Regions from separate parts of the Mus musculus genome. Here regions 1, 2 and 4 are each linked to region 3. Evidence: chromatin contacts called from public HiChIP or PLAC-seq and promoter capture Hi-C data. All regions are on one chromosome and are shown on one strand. The core of a region is the stretch at or near the end of the contact, and the rest is flanking DNA. Distances in the headings are between cores, read along the strand shown.

Region 1 (2,700 bases), core at 199-2,698, 350 kb before region 3:
GCTGTAAAAGTCTGATGGGGTCCACATTTAGCTTATAGCAAGAACCCCCAATGGAAGCTGAGGCAGGAGGACTGACGTGGCTTGAGACCAGTCTGGGCTACACAGTCAATCCCGTGCCAGTTTCAGCTAGGTACAGTGTAAGATCCTGTCTCAAAAAAAAAAAAAAAAAAACAACCTAAAAAAGTAGATCTGAAAGTTTCACTTGTGACTTTTTGTTGTTGTTTGAGACACAGGTGCAGCTGTGCTGTTCAGAATACTGTCTAGCTTCTCATTCTCTTGCACCTAGCTGTGGGAAATGTCACCCATGTCAGGAGGTTCACCACGATCTCTAACTTCAGCTCCAGGGTATCTGTTACCCTCTTCTGGACTTTGACATGTGCACTCTAATGTGTACACATCCTCTGCCCCACCCCCCTACCCCATATACATGATAAAAATAAGCTAAAATAAAATCTTAAAAACAAAACAAAACCAACCTTCATCAGGAGCTAGCAGCACAGGCCGCTCCCCACCTTCCTGGGTCTTGGATCTGCAATTAGTCTAGCAGATATTCTTGAGATGTCTGTGTACCTCAATCTATCAGACTATTGAAACTATGGCCTCAAAAAACCCTGAAATTTTCCCCAAGAATCTCATACTCAGAGAAGGAAAAGACCGAATGCTGGTGCTGAAAAGAGACTTCACACGGGACTGACAATTTGTGACTGCCACTTTGCTGGGGAAGTTAGAGTCCAGACAGTGACAGGTGGGCTACAGCTTGCCCTGGACCTCTTAGATGTGCACATCTCGAACTCTATATATTTTAACCTAAAATCTGAGGTCCCAAAATGGATCCAGGGGATATGTCTTTGGATATCTTTGTCCCTCTTCCCAACATGGCCACATTGAATTAACCTCCGTTTTTTTGCTTTTTTTTTTTTTTTTTACTAGTAACTCTGTTCTCATTAACTTATGGAGAACAGGTGACAGAATTTGGCTTCAAGGGGAAAAACTGTGAGGCCCAAATTTGGTAATAGAATTGCCTAGATCCCTGGAGTGACAGATAACTCAGAGCTGACTAGCATGTGTATTGTCACGCTGCACTCAGCCAGAGCCTCGTGGCAGGGGTGGCAAAGCTTAAATTCCAGGGTGCACTCTAGGACTACCGACACTGAGTTGCCTTGGAGTTTGGTCCACGAGATGGCACTCAGCTTGGGTGCAAAGCTAAAACAACCATCTCGTGGGAGAACTCGGGCTTAACTGTGGGCTCTGCCAGAGGAGAGAACACCCTCAGGCGAGAATAAGGGTCAGCAAACCGAGTGGATGCCACTACCAGAGGCGACACGACAGCGGAAGGTGCGCCACACGACTGACCAACAGAAATACGCCAAGGAGGGGCTGGGACCCGGTGCAGGCGGAGCCGGAGCGATCGACCGTTCGGCGCTCCGCGGGAGCCGGGGTGTGCGTTGCGAATGCAGGAGCAATGGCTGGGGCTGGGTCGAGCGCCGAGTCGTCGAGCGGCGCCGGGTAGCGGAAGCCACCGGGTGCGCTTGCCGGGGCCTGCCCTGTGGACCCGCTGGACGCGAGCCTGCCAAGTGCCGAGGTGGCGCCGGAGGGAACTAACCCGGCGGAGGCCACGAGTCAGTCGGTGACTCACGAGCATCGTGCCAGGCTCCGGCACCTCTGCTGCAGCTGTGGGCCTCGCGCTGGGCGTCCGGGTTCTACGCAGCAGGGCGCCTCTCCCGCCCGGTGCGTTGCTCCGGCGTGGGATCCCGGAGCTGTCAGACTCAGCGTGCGGGTGAATGGGGACCGGGGCTTGCAGAGGTAGGCCTGGCCAGGGTCCAGCCCATCCGTGCACGCAGCAGGCGGCACGGCCCTGGGTCCCTGGGCAGAGACGTGAGATAGCTGCGGGGGCCCAGCACTGCCTAGGTGGGGAGAGGGTTTGCACCGAGGGACTTCTTGGAGGCTTGCCCAACTCTGACTGTCTGGACACTCGGTGTCCTTGGAAATTTGATAGACGTTTATATCCGTCCTTGAACAGGCTTGTAAAATTGTTAGAGGAAAGAATAGATCGGCTTTGCACCTCGATAGGAGGGGTGTGGCGGCGGGGAATGGTTTCACAGTAAAGATAATGGTTTAGCCCGACTGTAGGGGCTCTGGAAGGAACATCAAACTGAATTATTATAGCTGGGCAGCAGGGTTCTGAGAACTCTGTACAGCCCTTCCCTTTTTATTGCGGTGAGTTCCATCCGCTCTGAGTGAAAGAAAGGAGTGTCTCAAGTTCTCCGGAAAGGTTTGCACCCGTGGATGTTTGTGGAATATACACACAAGGTAGAGGGTGTGTGCGGCAGTGACCTGCGTGTAGGAAGGTCATCTAGACTTGGCTTTGAATTGAAGTTCTATCAGTCATTAACTAACTGTGATTTAGATCAAGTGGATTTTTTTTTCTACACCTCAGTGTCCCTGTCTGTATAGTAGAGAAAATGAGGATGGAATAACGTGTCTAACGCCGTGTTAGCCCACTGCTGGAGGAAGCACTTAGCAAACGTTTACTTTACTGTTGTTTCTCTGCTGGTGACTGCTTGCACAAGTGTGCTTATACTTTCTCGTGGTTGGGACATTCACTTATCCTTTTGCAGCATTTATAAAAGCACAATTGAGTTGAATGTAGTTTGTGAGCATTGCCATTTCTCGGAGCCAGGGAGATTGCTGCTGCTGCTG
Region 2 (2,700 bases), core at 147-2,646, 280 kb before region 3:
TTTTGCAGCCTCATGGAGGGAGCAACAGTGTCAACAGGCCAGACCCCACTGGAGCTCCCGGGGACTGAACCACCAACCAATGAATACACATGGAGCAACCCATGGTGCTGGCCACCTATGTGGCAGAAGATGGCCTTGTTGGACATCAGTGGGAGGAGAGGCCCTTGGGCCCAAGGGTGTTCGATGTCCAAGTGTAGGGAAATGCCAGGGCGGAGGACCTTCATAGAGGCAGGGAAGAGGGGGTGGGGAGGTCTGAAGGGGAGACCTGGAAAGGGGGAAACATTTGAAATGTAAATAAAGAAAATATCCAATCCAAAAACAAAAAGATTGGAAACCTCTCAAGAGAGAGAAAGAAAAAGAGAGAGAAAGAAAGAGAGAGGGAGGGAGGGAGAAAAGGAAGGAAGGAAGGAAGGAAGAGAAAATAAATGGCCCCATAGGCTCCTAGGGACTGGGCCTATTAAGAGGTGTAACGCCTTGTTGGAGTAAGTGTGGCATTTTCAGAGGAAGTGATTAACTGAGGGGGCAGGCTTTGAAGTCTCAGAAGCTCAAGCCAGGCTTAGTGGCTCATTGTCTCTTCCTGCTGCCTTTGCATCCAGATGTAGAACACTCAGCCAGCTCTCCAGCACCATGCCTGCCTGTGTGCCGCCATGCTTCTCACTATGATGATAATGGACTAAACCTCTGAACTGTAAGGCAGCCCCAATTAAACATTTTTTTTTTAATAAGAATTGCCCTGGCCATGGTGTCTCTTCACAGCAATAGAAAGCCCGACTAACACAGGCATCAAGGGTGTTTCCAATTTCTGGCTTGTAATAATTATCTTTTTAAATTTACTTAATATTTATACCCATAAAAACACTGGAGGCAGGAGCTGTGGTAAAACCCCACTAGCTCAGCAAGGTAACTTTACTTTCTTAACTACAAAAGATCTATTTACAAGCCTGATTCTACAATAAACTGCTAGCTCCTTAGAAATCTTTCTAGCTGTGTCATTGTACTGAGCTAATCTACCTTTCTCTTGAGCTCCTCCAAACCCAAGAGGGCTCCTTAGTTCTTTCCTAGAATCCTGTTTCTCCTATGTCCTGCCCACTGGTTCTCTGAGGTTCCTGCTAGCCCAAAGAACAAATCCCTACCTTACCTGGATCTCCTTCTATGAAGCCAAGCCAAAAAGAGAGAGAGCCCAAAAGTCCAAGTGAGCAGAGCTCTCTCAAAGGTCCATTGCTATAAAAGAAGTCTCTAGCTCCTCCTTACACCCTGGCCAGGCTGAGCAGAGTCACGGACATGGTGGTGGTGGTGACTCCAAGCCAAGTCAGTGGGGGCCAAACCATTTCACCTGTACAGTGGAACAGCTCAAGGCCATCCAGCTGACTTTGCTTCAGGTCATAGAGCAAAGACCACAGACCTCCTCCAAGCAATGTGCCTTGAAATGGGCGGGAACTTTCAATTCTTTAGCATTCTTATCTATCTAGGCCTGTAGAGGCACACCCAAACTGCATCTCTTCCAGACACAACTGCCTCTCACAGACACTGTATCTTTGTGGGCTTTCCTGTTTTGCCAACACACAGGATGTCAATGTACAATCACCAACTACCCAGTGATACCGGCTATCATGAGTAGGACAGCAATGAACACGGCTGAGCAAGTGCCTCTGTGGGTTAGTGGTCCTCAACTTTGCTAATTCTGCGACTCTTTAATACAGTTCCTCACGCTGTGGTACACCCAACCGTAAAGTTCTTTTCATTGCCACTTCGTAGATGTAATTTTGATCCTGTTATGAATTGTAATATAAATATTTGCATTTTCTGATGATCTTAGGCAACTCCTGTAAAAGGGTCATTCAACAACCTCAAGAGGGTTGCGACCCACAGGCATTATAGTTGGGTGCCTCCCAACTACCTTGTCTAACTTAAATTAGCCTGTTTATTCTATCTACATCTGTCACGTGGCCATTACCTCTCACTCGGACCCAGCACGTAATCCTTCCAACTCTGCAACACACAGATCCTCCCGCACATGAGTCTTCCCACAGTCCCTTTCTCTCTACCAGGAAGTCCTGCCTTCTACTTCCTGCCCAGCTATTGGCTCTCAGATCTTTATTAAAGCCAATCAGAGACTGCTTTAGGCAAGTGAAAGAGGACAGAAACACACCTTCACACAGTATACAAAAAAATTCCAACGCTCACCATCAGTAGGTGAGAGTTTCCCTTACCCAATATCCTCACCGCTGTGAGCTGTCATTTGCTTTATTGATCTTGGCTATTCTTACTGGTGTGAGATGAAATCTCAAAGTAGTTTTGATTTGCATTTCCCAGATGACTAAGAATGTTGAATATTTAATTCTAAAGAAATTAAAGATGCTATTTATGTTTCATCTTTTGGAGACTGTATTTATTCTGTGCCCCGTTTTTAATTGGGTTATTTGTTGTCTTGATTTTCAGGAAGAGGTTGTTGTGTTTGGGGGTAGAAATTGGTTTAATTCTTTACATATTTTGGTTTTAGCCCTCTGTCAGATGCGTAACTGGTAAAGATCTTTTTTCATTCTGTGCCTAATTCTTTGTCCAAATGACAGTGTCCTCTGCCTTACAGAAGCTTTCCGTTTCATAAGGTTCCATTCATCAATTGTTGATCTCAACGCCTGTGTTAATGGTGTTCCTGCTCAGGAAGTCTTTTCCTGTGCCAGTGAGTTCAATAGAGTTTCC
Region 3 (2,700 bases), core at 164-2,663:
GTCCTTTGCATGCCTGTTGACTGTGGTAGGAGTCTCTACTATCCATTCCATTTTAAGGAAGGAAAAACTGAGGCTCAGGCCAGGCACATTCTCTTGAGGCCACCCGGCATGCCAAGCAGTTAACTGTTCCCTCCCTCTGGTCTTATCAGCTGCTACTGTGCATCTGCAGACAGGCTGGCTGGAGACTCAGAGTCTGCATAAGAATCCCTATTCAGTCCCCAAACAGACACTGAACCCAGGGTTGGTTCCTGCTCTGGACCAGGCTAGGAGGAGCACTCAGGCAGGGTGCTCCGAGAGCTAGAACCCAGGCTAGGGGTCTCAACTGTCCCTTCTCCAAAGCTCTGGGCCGTCCACACTGAATTCTTCCTCAGAGCTTAGGCGGGGACCACCTACTTCTCTCTGTTCCAGACCCCAGGCTCAGCTCCTTCCAGAAGAGTTCCCAGGGCCCTCATGACTCCCTCCCTCCCACTGTGCCACAGTCAAGAACCAGTTCACACAAAAAGCTTCCTGGTGGCTTTTATTTCTTACAGCCAAGCAGCAGTGAATGCCCGTACCACAGTCTGCCCCTGGAAGCTCATCACAGGGCCTCCCCAATCAGAAGAACTCTCCATCTCCACCTGGGCTCTGGTTCTGCCAGATACCCTTGTTACTTCCAGGGTCACCAGGAGTTGCAGTCACAAGGTAGGAAACTCAGCCAGCCCTGCTCGAAGCTCAAGCCCCACATTGTGTAGAGGGCCACCCAGGTGGGTCTCTGTTGCACATAGGGAGAAGGGCTCATATGCAAATGAAACCCAAGCAGGACCAGGGTCCCAGTACCCCCCTTCATCCCAGAGGCACATCCTTTTCCGTGGCAGCATCAGGATCCACTCATGTTGCTGCTGGATGGAGGGCAGAGCCAGGTAGATGCTATCTATTGGCCTCAGCGGCGGGCTCCATGAGCATGGTGGTGGCGGTGGTGGTGCTTGTGGTGGTGGAGACGATGGGGAGAATGGTGATGGTGGTGGTGAACGCCCACACTGGTCACCCCGGTCACATGGTGATGGTGGTGATGGTGAACAAGTCTTGGGAGACGCAGGCGCCGGCCATGGAAGAGTCGAGGCCGGGCTTGTCGGACTCGGTTTCTCTCCACGTCATGCTCCTGTGATCTGTGGAAAAGGCAGAGGGCCATCAGCCACAGCAACATCAAAAACGCCAGTGCTGTGCCCGTGATCCAGCACACAAGGGTCGTGTTCCCCAGAAGGCCTAACATCTGGAAGCCAGAGGATCTCTGCACTTCACTCAGTGGCTCCCTTCAGCAGCCTCTGCTCAGCCCTCACAGTCACTGAACTCAAGGGTGTCTCGGCTCCTGCAGACTGGAGAACAGCCAGGGAATGTGGGAGAGGTCTGTTTGGACAGGCTTCTCAACAGCCAGAGGCTGTTTGGAGTAGGAAGGGGGAGGCCGTGAAGGAAGAGTGGGTGGAGACCAAGGAGCTGTGGGACTGGCTTGCTTAAGGGGAGGGCCTGAATCAGGGATATGAGGTCAATATTCCATCTATTCCTGCCTCCTGGCAGAAGGAGGGCCCTCCTCTGGGCTTCAGCTTTTCTCCTAGGAACCACTGTATGGAGATTAAAAGTGTAGGCTTAGGATGCACACGATTCCCTAGCTCCGCGACTATCTGTAGCCTGCAACATCCTCTGCTGCTGAGGATCAGTGAGTTAGCCCAAGTCCTGTGAATGTCAGTCAGGGATGGGTGGAGCCTGATGAGGGCCACAAGCCGTTCATCATCCAGGGATGCTTCTCCTGTTGGGTATAGGAAGCCAGAAGGCTTGTCAACTTTGGGTTAACAGGAAGCAGAAAGGAAGCCACTTGAGGTCACACAGGTCAGCCCCTTATCTCCCCGGTCAACAATGTCAGTGGATGGCAGTCCCGTTGCCCTATCATCTGCCCTGTCACAAAGCTCGGGTCATTCCTACCTGCCTGGGAACTTGTTTGGTGACCAGAATGTGCACAGTCTTCCATTCTCTCGTTACTGGTTCTAAATCCTCTGGCCCCCTAGTCACCAAGGATGAGGCTGGGATTCAGGGTGTCCCCAGCATCTCTGTTGTACGCAAGCGGACTGGGCTCCCCAAAGCCCAAGCTCTGTGGCCAGGGTCCTCAGGGGTCCTTCAACCCATTCCTCAAAGCTCCTTCTGGAGAGTGCTCAGCCCCCAAACCTCAGACTGGCTCCAGCTCTGCAGTAGCTCCACTCTGTAAAGTTGGTCAAGGCCCTTCCTCGAGCCCACCGTGTCCTCTCTGGAGATCCCACAGCAGAAGCAAACTCCAGGGACACTCCCCTGCTCTAATCCCAGTCACAGCTGCTTTCTCTGACATCTTTACTGAAAAGCTGCCACAGCAGCTCAAAGGGTTGTACATCACCTTTGGCCAAGCTGGTTTCGAGGGAGGCTAGTCTCCAGAGGCTTCCTGGCCCTCTGGAGAAGTCACTTGAACTTTTAATGAGGCTTGTATAGAGAACTCCTCCTGCAGACTCCTGGGGCTTTGGAGCCAGCTGCCTTCCCTAGAGGCACATTGAAGAAAAAGTCCTATGGGAGCTGGTGGAGAGGGGAGGAGGGAGAAGGGAGGAGGGAGAGGAAAGGGGCATGAAGAAGGGAGCATTAAATGGATAACTTTACAGGAGTTTTCCAAGGAGATGCCCACCCCACACAACCTGGAGACTACCCTGC
Region 4 (2,700 bases), core at 152-2,651, 320 kb after region 3:
CTCACATTGGTCAATCCTGTTTCCTGCCCTTCAGGCCCCAGTTCTCAGGCTTCTGCCTCATCCTGGCCCATTCATGGTTCTCACGACACTTCCCCCTTGCTCCACTGTGCTGTTCACAGTTCTTGGCTTGCTGGGAACTAACCTACTCTCAGGACACTCCCGAAATGCCCAGTCACACATTGTAAAACTCCCGTCTAATCTCCAAGTTGACTACCGGGTGAATGGTGGAAACAGGGCTAAGGATCTGTCTGCCTACGGGCAAGACAACTCCAGAAGGCCGCTTCCTGTCTTTGTTCACCCAACAGCATCCCTCTGTTGGTCACAGTACCTAGTTGCTGCTTTTCTGGTTTCTTCAGAGCTAGCAGGGAGGGAGGCAAAGGCATTCATTGTTATACTTTAGTGATCTGACCTTGACCTGAGGTCCTTCGGAGAGCCTCTGTGGGGCTGACAGTCTTCTCTAGGGCAGGACGAAGGGAAGAGGGCGGTATGGTGGATCAGGGGGCATTGGTTTAGCTTGTGCTTTGGTCCCTTCCTGCTAGGAAGCTGCTCTGTAGAGCAGGGCTGAGTATAACATAAGAGGTCAGGTGCCTTCAGCATCCCTCTCTCCATACGCTGTAGGGCATTTGCATTCATTCTTACTGCAACCAATCCCAGAGCCTGGCAGCTTCTACAATGGATATGTCTGTGTGCATACAAGTATGCATGTGTGGGGAGGAAAAGCCACCCAACCTTCTGGATAAGAATGCATAGATTCCTGCATGGTTTTCAGCATAAACTTCCACGAGCTGTAGAAGGGTCTCCACCCATTCAGCCTTTGTGTCCAGATTTGAAAGCTGCAGCTACAGCAGCTTCATTAGAAATACCCAGATAGAAAGAAAGAAAGGAAGGAAGGAAGGAAGGAAGGAAGGAAGGAAGGAAGGAAGGAAGGAAGAGAAAAGGATCTTGTTTCTTGACCAAACAGCACAGATAGATAGCATCAGCCCAAGCCTCTTTCTTGCCCGGCCCATGCATGCATGCAGAGATGAGTTTGTCTCCGCTTGCTGTCACTCTCCCTTTCCGAAAGACAAAGCCACCCTTCAGAAGCCAGAGCCCAGATGCTGATGCTGATCCGGCCTCTGCCAGCAGTGACCTCCCACCCCCCACCCCAGAGCCATTCCTCTGCAAGGAGCCTCGAGCTGGACCTGGTGGCTCCCGTTCCTTTTGCACGCCCGTCGCGCCCTACCTCGACAATGGCAGCTGAATCACTGGTCCTCGAGATCGCACAAGGGGGACCGGGCTGATACCCTGAGATCTGATTTCTGTTAGTACAATGGCATCCCGAGCTAATGCAGGGAGGCTGCGCAATCTCAGCCTGTCTTCTTGCTGCTGCTGCTGCCACGGCGGCTGGGCTGCGGTGACGTTGCTACTAAGGGGAGGGATGGGGAGGGAAAGGAGCAGGCAAGCCCACAGTGCAGCCACTCAGTTCCAGGTCGGTCCCTTCGGCCTGTTAGTCTGGGGGAGGGGCGTAGAGAGAGAAGTCAGCCACAGGGGGCAGTAGGTGCTGGAAGACGGAGACTTTCCAGACAGCAGCATAAAAACCCAGGGAGAGCCGAGCCTAGCTTCTCCTGGGTCCTGAGTGTTGGAAGAAGTCTGGGCAGAGCCTGGGCGCTTCCTTCCTTCCTTCCTTCCCTTCTCAGGCCGCTCCTTTCCGACCTTGGCTAGAAGCACCCCCCCACACACACTCCTCCCACTCAGGCAGTGAATGACTGCGTGTTTCCCAGCTTTTTCTTTAGTTAGGTTTCCAGCTGGGTTAGGGTGGAGGGTCATCCTGGAAGGAGATTTTGGAAGCCCCACCCAGAGGCTACACTAAACAAAACAATATTCCCAGCGACAGATCAGCATTCCACCAGCTAAACAACACCGGCATTTTTCACAAGGCCCAATCTCAGTGCTGGGTTTCCAGGGTCCCTCTGCGTAGGCTTCTGAAGGAAGCCCCTGGGCCACAGGGGGCTTCTCTGAGCAGGTGGCTCTGATGCTCCAAGTCTGGGTGGCTGCAGGCCACCTCCCTAACCCAGGGTTCAGCTGGTCTCCCGGCTCTTCAGAGGGTCTAACAGTTTAAGCGGAGCTGAGCCTGTCACATCAGTTTTTGGTTCTTGCGGACTTGGGTTCGACCAGGGTTGTAAGGGAGTCGATTCCCTTTAACCAGGCAGAGAGTCTGGAAAGTTCCTTCTCCCACAGGAAGGCAGGCAAAGGAAAGGGACTGGGTTCTTAGAGCCTTCGCTTCAACTGTGGACCTTCTGAACTACCTGCCTCTTCCTCTCTCGAGTTCTGGGCCATTCTGTGAGGATAACCGCGCAGTAGCAGACCACACACGAGCCAGGTGTGTAAGTGGAATCTGTCGCTGCTCACTGATGCCACCCTCCAAAACAGCAGCTTTCAGGACAACCATGGCAGCACATGCCTCTAATCCCAGCACTTGGGAGGTAGAGGCAAGCAGATGTCTGTGAGTCGAAGGCCAGCCTGGTCTACATAGAGAACTCTAGGGTGGCCAGAACTACATAGAGAGACCCTGTCTCAAAAACTCCACAAAACAAAACAAAACCAACCAGCCAACCAGCCACCTTCCTGGTGAGCGCTGTGGTTCCCAATGAGTCATGCGCATTTATTTGGTTTTGCTCTGAACTGTTTCCTTTACTCCCCCAACTAAATTTCCAATTGAAC

The links. Promoter capture Hi-C pulls out the DNA fragments that hold promoters and counts their contacts. HiChIP or PLAC-seq counts read pairs in DNA pulled down with a chosen protein or histone mark. Capture Hi-C pulls out chosen DNA fragments and counts their contacts.
Region 1: a FOXA1 HiChIP or PLAC-seq map of pancreatic cancer cells shows a contact between it and region 3. The contact joins the promoter of Gne here to the promoter of Hrct1 in region 3. A contact is called at or near these places in 3 of 115 datasets of contacts at active chromatin or transcription factors (bone marrow-derived macrophages, extraembryonic endoderm stem cells and pancreatic cancer cells).
Region 2: a contact with region 3 is called in a promoter capture Hi-C map of embryonic stem cells. The contact joins the promoter of Clta here to the promoter of Hrct1 in region 3. A contact is called at or near these places in 2 of 39 promoter capture datasets (cranial neural crest and embryonic stem cells), 2 of 115 datasets of contacts at active chromatin or transcription factors (embryonic limb bud and extraembryonic endoderm stem cells) and 2 of 9 other capture datasets (embryonic stem cells and macrophages).
Region 4: a contact with region 3 is called in a promoter capture Hi-C map of liver. The contact joins the promoter of Rusc2 here to the promoter of Hrct1 in region 3. A contact is called at or near these places in 1 of 39 promoter capture datasets (the 3T3-L1 cell line), 2 of 115 datasets of contacts at active chromatin or transcription factors (heart atrium and pancreatic cancer cells) and 2 of 9 other capture datasets (adipose tissue and liver).

What each region holds. Positions count from the first base shown.
Region 1 is chr4:44,071,465-44,074,164 of GRCm38.p6, reverse strand. It overlaps Gne (glucosamine (UDP-N-acetyl)-2-epimerase/N-acetylmannosamine kinase), which reads left to right and starts at 1,448. Exons shown (of 12, transcript NM_001190414.2): 1 at 1,448-1,803.
Region 2 is chr4:44,003,139-44,005,838 of GRCm38.p6, reverse strand. Clta (clathrin, light polypeptide (Lca)) reads right to left here and starts at 1,396. Exons shown (of 6, transcript NM_001080384.3): 1 at 1,139-1,396.
Region 3 is chr4:43,725,911-43,728,610 of GRCm38.p6, reverse strand. It overlaps Hrct1 (histidine rich carboxyl terminus 1), which reads right to left and starts at 1,413. Exons shown (of 1, transcript NM_027511.1): 1 at 501-1,413. The coding sequence starts at 1,249. The coding sequence ends at 920.
Region 4 is chr4:43,405,203-43,407,902 of GRCm38.p6, reverse strand. It overlaps Rusc2 (RUN and SH3 domain containing 2), which reads right to left and starts at 1,401. Exons shown (of 12, transcript NM_199057.3): 1 at 1,223-1,401.